Regions from separate parts of the Mus musculus genome. Here all the other regions are linked to region 2. The links are chromatin contacts, called in public Hi-C and promoter capture Hi-C maps. All regions are on one chromosome and are shown on one strand. Each heading gives the region's core, a stretch centred on a gene start, on an enhancer-like site or on the middle of the called end of the contact. The rest is flanking DNA. Distances are from core to core; before and after follow the strand shown.

Region 1 (3,388 bases), core at 165-2,664, 190 kb after region 2:
CCAGGGGTGACAGCGGGGTCTGTCACTCTCCTACTTCCTGGGTGTCACACTGGGGCAGAAGAACAAGCGCTAAGCTGTATGTAAGCGCCCTGCCTGTGCTCCTGTAGGAACAGGAAGAAAGCCACTCTCCATCCATGTCCCAGAGTGGGGACAGGGAGAGACCCTCTTCCTGTGGAAGCCCCTGTTTGTTCCTGCAGCCTGACCCAGCCTGCTCTTTTCTTATTTGTTCTTTGTTCTAACCAGCCCATCCAGGGCTCAGAGAGGAGATGAATAAGAAGTGTCCTTCTTGGAGACCCCTGGGATGTCTGGTGTTGGAGCTGTATAGCAGTGGTGTGTTTTCTGTCCCTGTGACTTCCACTTTCCCAGTGAAGTAAACAGTACCATGATAAATCTCTCTGCTGCCCCTTCATGTGGGCCACATGGTCAGTGGTAGGTTTTTAAAAAACCTTAGTCAACAAAATTCAACGTTTCTGCTTGGTGAGATTACACTGGCAACTCCTGGGTTGTGTGAGCTACCCTGTGTGTCTAATCCACCACCCTTCCTTTGCTATAAGGATCCAGATTAAGTTCCACCTGATAGTGTGAACCGTCCCCTTGGGTTCCTGGGCTTGACCACCTAGTGTCCTGTCAGCAGCTCTGTTTGGGGGATTTTAGAATCCTTCTATATATAGGGTCTAGTTGGAGGAAGTGAGTCACTTGTGGCTGGGCCTTTCTTAGCCCCACCCCTGGTATAGCAGTCCTGGCTGTTTCCTGAGCCTCTAGGCCAGTGGTTCTCAAACTTCCTAATACAGTGACCCTTTGATACACTTCCTCATGTTGTGGTGACCTCCAACCACAAAATTATTTGTTGCTACTTCATAACTGTAATTTGTTGCTCTCGTGAATCATAACGTATGTATCTGATACACAGGATCTGATATGTGAGTCCCAAAGGGGTCACAACCCATAGATTGAAAACCAGTGCTCTAGGATCTAAGCAAGCAGTGGGAGATTCCGGCAGCCACAGTGGGGAGTCACAGGGGACTCTGCCATGAATGCCTTTCCCACCATGAGAAAGGGCGCTTTGTCACCATGTGAACCCAGAGGAAGCCTTGGTCCCTTAAGGTGTATCTTCCGTGAATGTCACTCAGATGTGTAACTACCTGTGACTGCCACCCTTTGCCCTTGTTAAACTAGGTGGTCATGGCCTGTGGCTGGCCTGGCAGCTTTAATCTTTGGGTTCTTTGCCCACAAGAGTCCAGATGCACTTCATCTGAAGAGTGAAATTCAACCTTATGTCTACTTCTCATCCATATTTATTTGCCCTGAGCTTAAGCACACACCCACTGCTGCCTAAGGTTTGAAAGACCCCCCAACTTCCAGAACCCCCTTCACTTCCTCTCCTTCCCCATCTTTCCCACAAGAAGAGGGCTACAGGAGAGCCACAGACTCCAGAAGCAACACATGACCATTGGCCTCCCCAGAACTTCCTGGGACTTGCCTCACACCCTGCTTTCACGCTCTAGGCTCCTTTCTTTCTCTGGTGATATTTCCTCCCAATAACTCTGAGCTGGAGCAGCCCTGAGCTGGAGAGACTCTGAACTGGAGCAGCCCTGAGCTGGAGCAGCCCTATGCTGGAGGGACCCTGAGCTGGAGCAGCCCTGTGCTGGAGGGACCCTGAGCTGGAGCAGCCCTGTGCTGGAGGGACCCTGAGCTGGAGCAGCCCTGTGCTGGAGGGACCCTGAGCTGGAGCAGCCCTGTGCTGGAGGGACCCTGAGCTGGAGCAGCCCTGTGCTGGAGGGACCCTGAGCTGGAGCAGCCCTGTGCTGGAGGGACCCTGAGCTGGAGCAGCCCTGTGCTGGAGGGACCCTGAGCTGGAGCAGCCCTGTGCTGGAGGGACCCTGAGCTGGAGCAGCCCTGTGCTGGGACCCTGAGCTGGAGCAGCCCTGAGCTGGAGAGACTCTGAATTGGAGCAGCCCTGAGCTGGAGAGACTCTGAGCTGGAACAGCCCTATGCTGGAGGGACCCTGAGCTGGAGCAGCCCTGTGCTGGAGGGACCCTGAGCTGGAGCAGCCCTGTGCTGGAGGGACCCTGAGCTGGAGCAGCCCTGTGCTGGAGGGACCCTGAGCTGGAGCAGCCTTGTGCTGGAGAGACCCCGAGCTGGAACAGCCCCGAGCTGGAACAGTCCCGAGCTGCCTCTCTTGTTAGGAGTGAGCTGGTTTATCTGTGGGTCACGGAGGTGTACTGAGCTCCATCTGCAGATCAGTTAATCGCTAACAAATGTGGGCGAGTTTTCACCCAGCACAGACCACAGGCCGTGTCTCAGACGCTTTGCCAAGCCATTTTGGAGCTGTAAGCAACTGGCCTGCTTCCAAGCTGAATCTGTTCTGGCACACAGAGGCCATGAGCCTGTGAAGCTCTGACTCTGGCACTGGGATTGGGTTCGTGAGGAATCATGAGCCATGAGATGGCCTCCAGTCGGTCAGCAGGGCAGGAAGGGACTAGGACTCAGGATTAGGGGCCGAGTCATCACTGACCTTCACAGCGACCTCTGCACTGGCAGAGGTGGGAAGTGGGGTTTTCAGAACGCCTGCTTCGGTTGCTGGGCACTCTGCTTGGTTAGAGAGATGGTGGTAAGTTTGTCTGCCTCCATTTCCAAGTGGGCCGTCACAGGCATAACGGGGTTGGAGATACCAACAGACCAAAGAAGAAAAGCAACAGCTCGGTTATCACTAAGCCTTTCCATGGCTCACTGATGAGGACGTGAGAAGTTGGTAACCCACACCCCACAGTGACAGGGACTCCCTTTCAGACACTGCCATGAGTTGTCACGACAGCAGCAGTGGTGACTGTGACACCGTGTCGTCACTTCCTGGTGTCCCACACGCTGGCTGCCCTCACTCCCCTTCCCCTGCCTGCTCGTGGGATGCAGCGGATCAGGTGGGCAGGTGGTAGGAGTCAGTTCAAGAGGGTGAACACGACCCTGGAGCTGGAGGGGCAGGAACAATATCCTGGGGCAGGCGTGGCCGAGTGTCCCTTAGCTGAGGGACAGTTTCCTGTTTCCTGTCCTTTACGGTGAGCTCCTCCCGGGCAGTGGAAGCAGATGAGCATCTGCTGAGGTGTGAGAAGACGCTCTGGAAGATGAGAGGTATGCCTAGCCAAAGGCTGCCATGTGCCCTGTGCTCCCTGCATGCCGCCATGTGTCCTGGGATACTGTCATGTGTCCTGTGTTCTCAGATGTCATATTGCCTGTGTTCCCTGGATGCCGCCATGTGCCCTGTGCTCCCTGGATGTGCCAAGCTCATGAGTGACAGTTATTTTTTATAAGCCAGAAAACCCCTCCGAGTGTGACCTTTAAGTTACTAAATCATTATTCAAGCCTTCAGACTGACTCCCTGTGGATACAGTTT
Region 2 (3,190 bases), core at 262-2,761:
TGAAGGCTACTATGCCAAATCCAGTCGTTAAGACATTGCAATAGTAAGTTGCCTGCATTTAAACATTTAGCTAAGTTTTTATGGCTACTTATTGCGACATCTCAGTGCATGAACCCCTCCCAGGGGACTGACAGGAGCCACCTGGGGGGAGGTTCACAATGACACAGTGAACCTCTTCTCCACTGAGTGTCCCCCACACTGTGGGGACAGCTCCATACAATGTGCATCTCCCACCTTGGAAGCCTCTGCTGCCCACGAGATTCTGAGCTTGGCCGTATATTTGGATGTAACGCTAAGGGCTTAGGGCCAGCAGGGCCTCATAGACCAAGATGTGATTGACAGCTGTAGATCACAACACAGTTCTCAGTGAGCCCCCCAACAGTAACAGGGACCCCTGCTTTCATCTCTGGGCACCGCTCTCAGCAGCACCTTACACACACTTTCATGTATAAGGAAGCAGGTATCAATGTCATGGCCTGGGAAACTGCGGCTTTCAGCTTCCTATGTGGTGAAGATGGCTTTGAACTCCTGCCCCTGTTGCTCCTGCTTCCTGAGAGCTGGAGTATAGACCGCCATGTCTGGTTTAGTGAGTGCTTTGGGCTGAACCCACAGCTCCATGCCTGTTAGGCAAGCACTCTACCAAAGTCTTAGAGTTCTGAATTAGTAAATGCCCTACTTGACGCCTGCAGCAGTGGGCCCTGTGTCATACTGGCACCGTTCAGACTGCAGCAAAATTGTTGGCAAGGATGGGGACTCTCGGAGAGTTGCTTCATTTGCTTGAGCTGAATCCCACTCTTTCTCACATCTAAGAGGGCTTCACACAAAGAAGTTAAAAAAAATACTTTTCAAACGGCTTAATGTTTCATCGGCCAAGAGGCTTCCTGACAGAGGAGCTGATAAAGCAACTATTAAAGCATTCCCGGTACCCTACGCTGCTGGCCAGGAGAAGTGTTTCTCTCAAGCATCTGAGAGAATGAGGCTCAGCTCTCTTTTAAACTCTGGGCTCGGTTTGGAACCCCGTGATGTCTATAATGTGGACACTGGGATCCCAGAAGATTGGACCAATTTAAAAAGTCTGTGTGGAAATATATGTTCATTACAGATTCTGGCAGAGGCTCTGAGATTGGATGAGGCAGCATAAACTTCAGGGAGGGAACAAAGAGGAAGGGCCAAGCAGTCAGCCACCTTGGATGTGACTCCCTCCAGGGACAGGCCTCACAGATAAATGGAGCCATGCTGGGGAAGGTACCCAGTGCCAAACTCGGGCAGGGACTGTGGGTGTCCTCACAACTGAAAGTTCTATCTGTTAACTACAAGTGTGTGGGGACAGGATGGAGACCGTCTACAGCCCTCAGAGAATCTGACAGTGCCCCTTTGACTGTCACCCACAGAGCAGCCTCTCAGGAAACTTGCAGGGTCATTAGAAAAAGACATTTGGGCATTCAGCAGTGGCCTCCAAGGGCTGTGACCCGTGACAGGAAACAGCTGTGGATGAGGGAGGGAAGTCAGCGCTCAGCTTTCACCCCAGCACATCCTCTGAGGATCCACATCGACCTTCCTCCGAAGCACAGGCTGACATGGGTGTGTTAAGATGTCACTGGATACCCCCAAGGATGCAAAGGCAGCATGAGCCACCAGAAGTCGAGGATTCGAGGAAGCAGCCCCAAGTTAGCTGGGTGTGGTGCAACAGACTTGAACCCCCTGAGCCTTCTCAGAGGCTGAGGTGGCACACCTCAAACTCAGGACAGTCAGGACCACAGGTCAGGTGCAAGGCCAAGTTCCTGGGGAATTTAGACCCTGCCTCAAAAGGAAAAGCTAAAGAGGCTTGGAAATATGGCTCGTACCCAAGTGGGAGAGCACTTGCTGACACTCACACGAGTTCTGTCCTTAGTTAAGAGGTGACAAAGGAAGAGTAAGGACCCCTGAGTGCAAAGTATACCCACTCGCCTGCCTCCCAGGGGCTTCCAGAGTGGCGGCTGTGACTGCTGATGTCCCTGGGTACCAAGGGGAATTCAGCCTTTGGGACTTACAGAACCAAGCTTGGAACCAAGATGGGAGAATTTGCAGGGGTGGGGTGAGTGGAGTCACCTCTTCTCATGGACTCCGAGTTCATTCATCCTCTTTTCCAGGCAAGGAGTGTGAGAACTGGCAGAGTATCACCCACTAACCACCCCACCAGGCAGTGGAATTACAGTGAAACTCTTGAAAACAGGACCACATAAACGGCATGCCCATGTGGACGAGAAAGGTCACATTTAGAAGTTCTATATTGGGTACCAGTGACTCCCGAACACCACCCTCAGGCCCCGGATAACAAGTTTCAGAGGGAGATGTCAGGGAATTTAGATGCCCTGGGTACAGGGTCTGGTAGGATTTTGTTGTTGTTCCAGACACTTTTGAATTTGAAACAAATTGGCTGTTGGTACCCATGTCCTCCACTGTAAACAGTAACGTTCCTCATTTGTTTCTTTCTTTACCCTAAGGACCCCCACATCCCACCACACACACACACACACACACACACACACACACGCACACGCACACGCACGCACACACACACAGTGGAGTGGCGGGGAAGGAAAGAGAAGAACATTTTCTTTGGACTCTAGAATAAGTCTTACTTTATTTTTTATTTTTGTGCATATGTGCATTCATGAGTTTGCATGCAGGTGCCTGTGGAAGCCAGAATGGGACATCAGATCCCGTGGAACGGAAGTTATAAGCAGTGGTGAGCCACCTGCTGTGGGTGCTGGGAACCGAGTCTGGGTCCTCTATAGAAGCACCAAGTGCTCTAACCACTGAGCCATCCCCCCCCCCCCAGACCCCGAGTGAGTCGGAATCCCTCTCGGAAGCTTGTCCACCAAGGCTCCCAAGGAATGTCAGGTAGGGCCCTCACCTAAACGTGCTCTGCACTGGGTAGAGTGCTGTGGTGACTTGAAGGAGTTGTCCCCTGCTGCCTCAGGCATTTGAAGGCTTGGTCCCTGGTGGATGCTGCTGATTGGGGAGGCTTAGGTGGTATGGCCTTCTTGGAGGAAGTGTGTCACTTGAGGTGGTCCTAGGGAGCTTAAAGACTTGCCACTTCTAATTCACTCTTGATGCTTTGTGCTTATGGTCCAGGGTGTAAGCCCCTAGCTTCCTGACCCTGCCAACATTTCTTTGTTCCAGCATCATAGACTGTCTCTCTCTGGAA
Region 3 (3,238 bases), core at 393-2,892, 190 kb before region 2:
CTCTTACTACCTCTCCGCATCAGGGTGCTGAGCTCAGAACCAGGCCTGCCAGTGCCACTGAGTGAGAGTGACACCTTGGCACATGCCAGCCCCTCCTGCCACCTCTCTGCCTCCTCTTGGCACCTGTCCTCGTCAGTGTGAAGTAGGGAAACCAAGTGTAATGCCTTTATTTGGGTCCTTAGGTTCAAACAGTTAGATGGCATTAGGTTAGTAAACCATCTGTAGCTTTGTTTCTCCACCAGCCCTGGTGTCATTGTCCGAGATCCAGTCAATGTTTAAGAGTCACACGTTTAGCCAGTTGTCCTCCACCCCCAACCACCTCCCCCCGCCCCCCCCCCCCCCAAGGGAGCACAGCTTCATTCTCTGAACTCTCTGTGAGTGAAGCTCACATTTCCAGAAGCACCTGTGGATGGACTTGGCTTCTCAACGTGCTTTGGTCATGATCAGCTCACTGTCCTCGTTTCCATTGTGTGCTGTGTTTTGCCGCTGACACCCGATCTGGCTGGGCGCGGTGAGCCCGCCATGCTTAGGTGTAGGCCACAGTGGTGCTCTTCCCTTAACTTGGAGAGACCTTGATTCTGCCCTCAGCACCCCAGCTCCAGGCCAACTGGTTGGTACCCCCTTTTTATATGGGGAGACAAATGAAGTTTATTATGTTTTTATATTTTCTACTTACTGATTTTTATTGGTGCCAGTTCAAAATTCGGATTTCCTTTTAATAGCCTCTCAGATAATTTGTTGTTTTTACCTGAATTGTCCTTAAATCTTTTTTGGGTCATTCTCTTTGTACTCTTCTTGCCTACCTCGCCTCCACTCCTCCCTGGCCCCTCTTTAAACCTAGGTGTCCTTGGGGCAAATGGTATAAAAGTATTCTTTTCATCTGCTTTTATGATGTGGGGACATTTCCAGTACCTACCTTTTTTTTTTTTTTTTTTTTTTTTTTGCTGAATCCAAAGATATATAAATAAAAATGTATTTTATGAAGATCCAAATGATATTAAGGCAACATGTTTCTTCAAAAATAAATGAAGCTGTACTGTTGCTGTTGGTATCAGAACGCTTTCTCTCTAAACTGTGCCCCTGTCATTAACAGGCCTACCCGGTTCATCAGCATTAGATGCTGAGGTGGGTCGGGGCCAGAGGCAGTGGGTACTAGGGCACATAATTGGCTTGATTCAGGGGTAGGTGCAGCTGGACTGTGCAGAGAGTTTCCAGTTTACAACACGCCAGTCCAGTCCCTTTCTATCTGCAGTAGAGTGTTACCAGGAGCAGACCTCTAGGTGAGCTCGAATCTGGCCCTGCCATGAAGCAACAGGTGTGTTTACCTCCAGTGCAGGCGATTAAAAACAGGGCGGTGTTTTGTTTTTCTCTTGCCTCCTCCCTTTTTCTCTTCTTTTGAAAATAAGGAGTTCTGAAGAAGACGGAAATGTCACTCCAAGAGCAGTAAATTCTCAGGAACTGACCGACACCACTGAGAACACATTTGGGGTTAATCACATTTATATAAGTGTCACTTAAGATGGTGTCATTCTTTACACCGCAAGGAATGGAAACCATTCGGTGACTCAGTTGGGTGAGCTTTGGATGCCTTGCCGACTGTCTGGATGCTCTTGTAAATAAAGGTTTCTATTTAAGCCTCCGCCTCCGCATGCTTTTCCTCTCTCCACACCCAGGGCAGGGGTGAAAGCGGGATAAGGAGTGAGGAGGACACTGTGTCTGCGAGGTCGGAACAGTTCGTTCTCCTGGGAGCCTGGAAAACTGTGGGATAGTTTAGACCAGTGGTTCTCCAGCATCCCTATTGCTGCAACCCTTTAATTATGTTCCTCATACTGTGGGGCTCCCCAGCCACCGGTCTGCTACTGTTGCTACTTCTTAGCTGTGACTTCGTTACTGTTGTGAACTGTAACATTTAAATGTGCTCTCTGATGGCCTTAGGGACCCCTGTGAAAGGGTCGTTGGAGCCCCAGCTTGAAAACTGCTGGTTTAGAGAAATGTGAGCCCCCTCTGCTGAGTCGGGTTGGGCTGACATTTCCACCCCCACCTCCGAAGCTCTGACAGCTGCTTTCTGGCAGCCATATTGACCAGGTTACCCTACCTGGATGAACAAAGGGTTGGTGCAGTTGGATGCTTTGCTTCACAGATCGATGCCCCAAAGCTGGTGAGACTTACCTATGAGGTCCCTTGAATCGGAGAGGTTTACTATTAATGTATTACCCTCTGCTTCTCCAACCCTCAGCTGAAGGTCGACAACATCTTGAGTGCTTCAAGAAAAAAATGATAATAATAAAGAGCAAAAAAGTCCCAAGATAGCCTTTTACAAAAATTCAAAGATTTTTTTTTTCATACCAATAGCTAGACATTGGCTGGGGGCAGGAACACTGTAAGATGGTACTTATACTACAAAACTTTACAAATACAATGTCATTAAAACACAGGACACACATCAACTTGGGGTTTCGGTACCTTAGAAAAACATCAGTTCTGGGATGGATAACAAAGGAACGAATCCCGGGCAGGAATAAATGTCTGAAAGCTCAAGGGATTATCCTTGATCCTAGCCACAGCGTTTATTGACACCGCGACTCTTGAAAAGCGGGATTTCATATTAGTGAGATTCCCCTACAATTCCCTGTGTTGGTTACGTGTGAGCGGTCATGTATGTGGTGAAGGCAGCTTCTGAGCCAGCCAGGTCAACCAGCCTGGTGAATGGTACTGTTTTGTGCTATAGACTTTGTCAAGACTGTGAGGTTGACAGCACCTGGGATGTCCGTGCTTTCTCCAAAGAGTAAGAAGGTTAAAACAAGCTTGCTTCCCTAGATGACTGGGGGAGGGGTGCAGGGGAGGAGTGGGCGAATCCCAGCAATTTCCATCTCTGGAGGAAGTGTCCATGGAAATTAGTTCCTTTGTCTTTGTGAGCCTCTGAAAGGGTGAGCAGAGACTCCAGGTGTGAGCACGCATCCCAGAGCAGCCAGTGAGGTTTGATCCAGAGCAAAGCAGGGCAAAGAAACTGAGCATCGGAAAGTCCAGGCGCTGTCCTCCAGGATTTCCTGTCCCAAGAGCAGGCCCTGCCTTCTGTCAGGTCTCCCAGTTCCAACATTCATCTTCTGGGAATCGGGTGTTTTTTGCATGGCCTGGGCAGCCACACGAGGCCCCTGGTTTTGGAGGTTCCTCTCTCTATGGCCGCTTAGCCTTCCCAACCTTCCCATAGCTGTCCCCTGCAGAACAAAGTGCACATCAG

What was found. A called contact is a pair of places that touch in the nucleus more often than the background predicts. Capture Hi-C pulls out chosen DNA fragments and counts their contacts.
Region 1: a Hi-C map of bone marrow-derived macrophages shows a contact between it and region 2, with 34 read pairs. The contact joins the promoter of 5031425F14Rik here to the enhancer-like site in region 2. A contact is called at or near these places in 4 of 484 Hi-C or Micro-C datasets (bone marrow-derived macrophages, brain, cerebral cortex and 1 more), 4 of 115 datasets of contacts at active chromatin or transcription factors (SST interneurons, embryonic stem cells and neural progenitor cells) and 2 of 9 other capture datasets (embryonic stem cells and embryonic tail).
Region 3: a promoter capture Hi-C map of adipose tissue shows a contact between it and region 2. The contact joins two enhancer-like sites. A contact is called at or near these places in 4 of 484 Hi-C or Micro-C datasets (bone marrow-derived macrophages, cortical neurons, embryonic stem cells and 1 more), 1 of 115 datasets of contacts at active chromatin or transcription factors (embryonic stem cells) and 3 of 9 other capture datasets (adipose tissue, embryonic stem cells and liver).

Annotation. Positions count from the first base shown.
Region 1 is chr2:166,446,037-166,449,424 of GRCm38.p6, forward strand. 5031425F14Rik (RIKEN cDNA 5031425F14 gene) reads left to right here and starts at 1,415. Exons shown (of 3, transcript NR_015558.3): 1 at 1,415-2,611.
Region 2 is chr2:166,260,535-166,263,724 of GRCm38.p6, forward strand. No RefSeq gene overlaps it. Among named protein-coding and RNA genes, the nearest start is that of Gm11468, 12 kb to the right of the region's middle. Within about 2 kb of position 1,512, at least 42 of the 459 cell types and tissues checked have an H3K27ac peak or open chromatin away from gene starts, as enhancers often do. A contact at or near this core is called in adipose tissue, bone marrow-derived macrophages, brain and 2 more, where this site is marked.
Region 3 is chr2:166,071,604-166,074,841 of GRCm38.p6, forward strand. It overlaps Ncoa3 (nuclear receptor coactivator 3), which reads left to right. Exons shown (of 23, transcript NM_008679.3): 23 at 1-1,639. It overlaps Sulf2 (sulfatase 2), which reads right to left. Exons shown (of 21, transcript NM_028072.5): 21 at 2,296-3,215. The coding sequence ends at 3,185. Among named protein-coding and RNA genes, the nearest start is that of Gm52534, 47 kb to the right of the region's middle. Within about 2 kb of position 1,643, at least 25 of the 459 cell types and tissues checked have an H3K27ac peak or open chromatin away from gene starts, as enhancers often do. A contact at or near this core is called in adipose tissue, where this site is marked.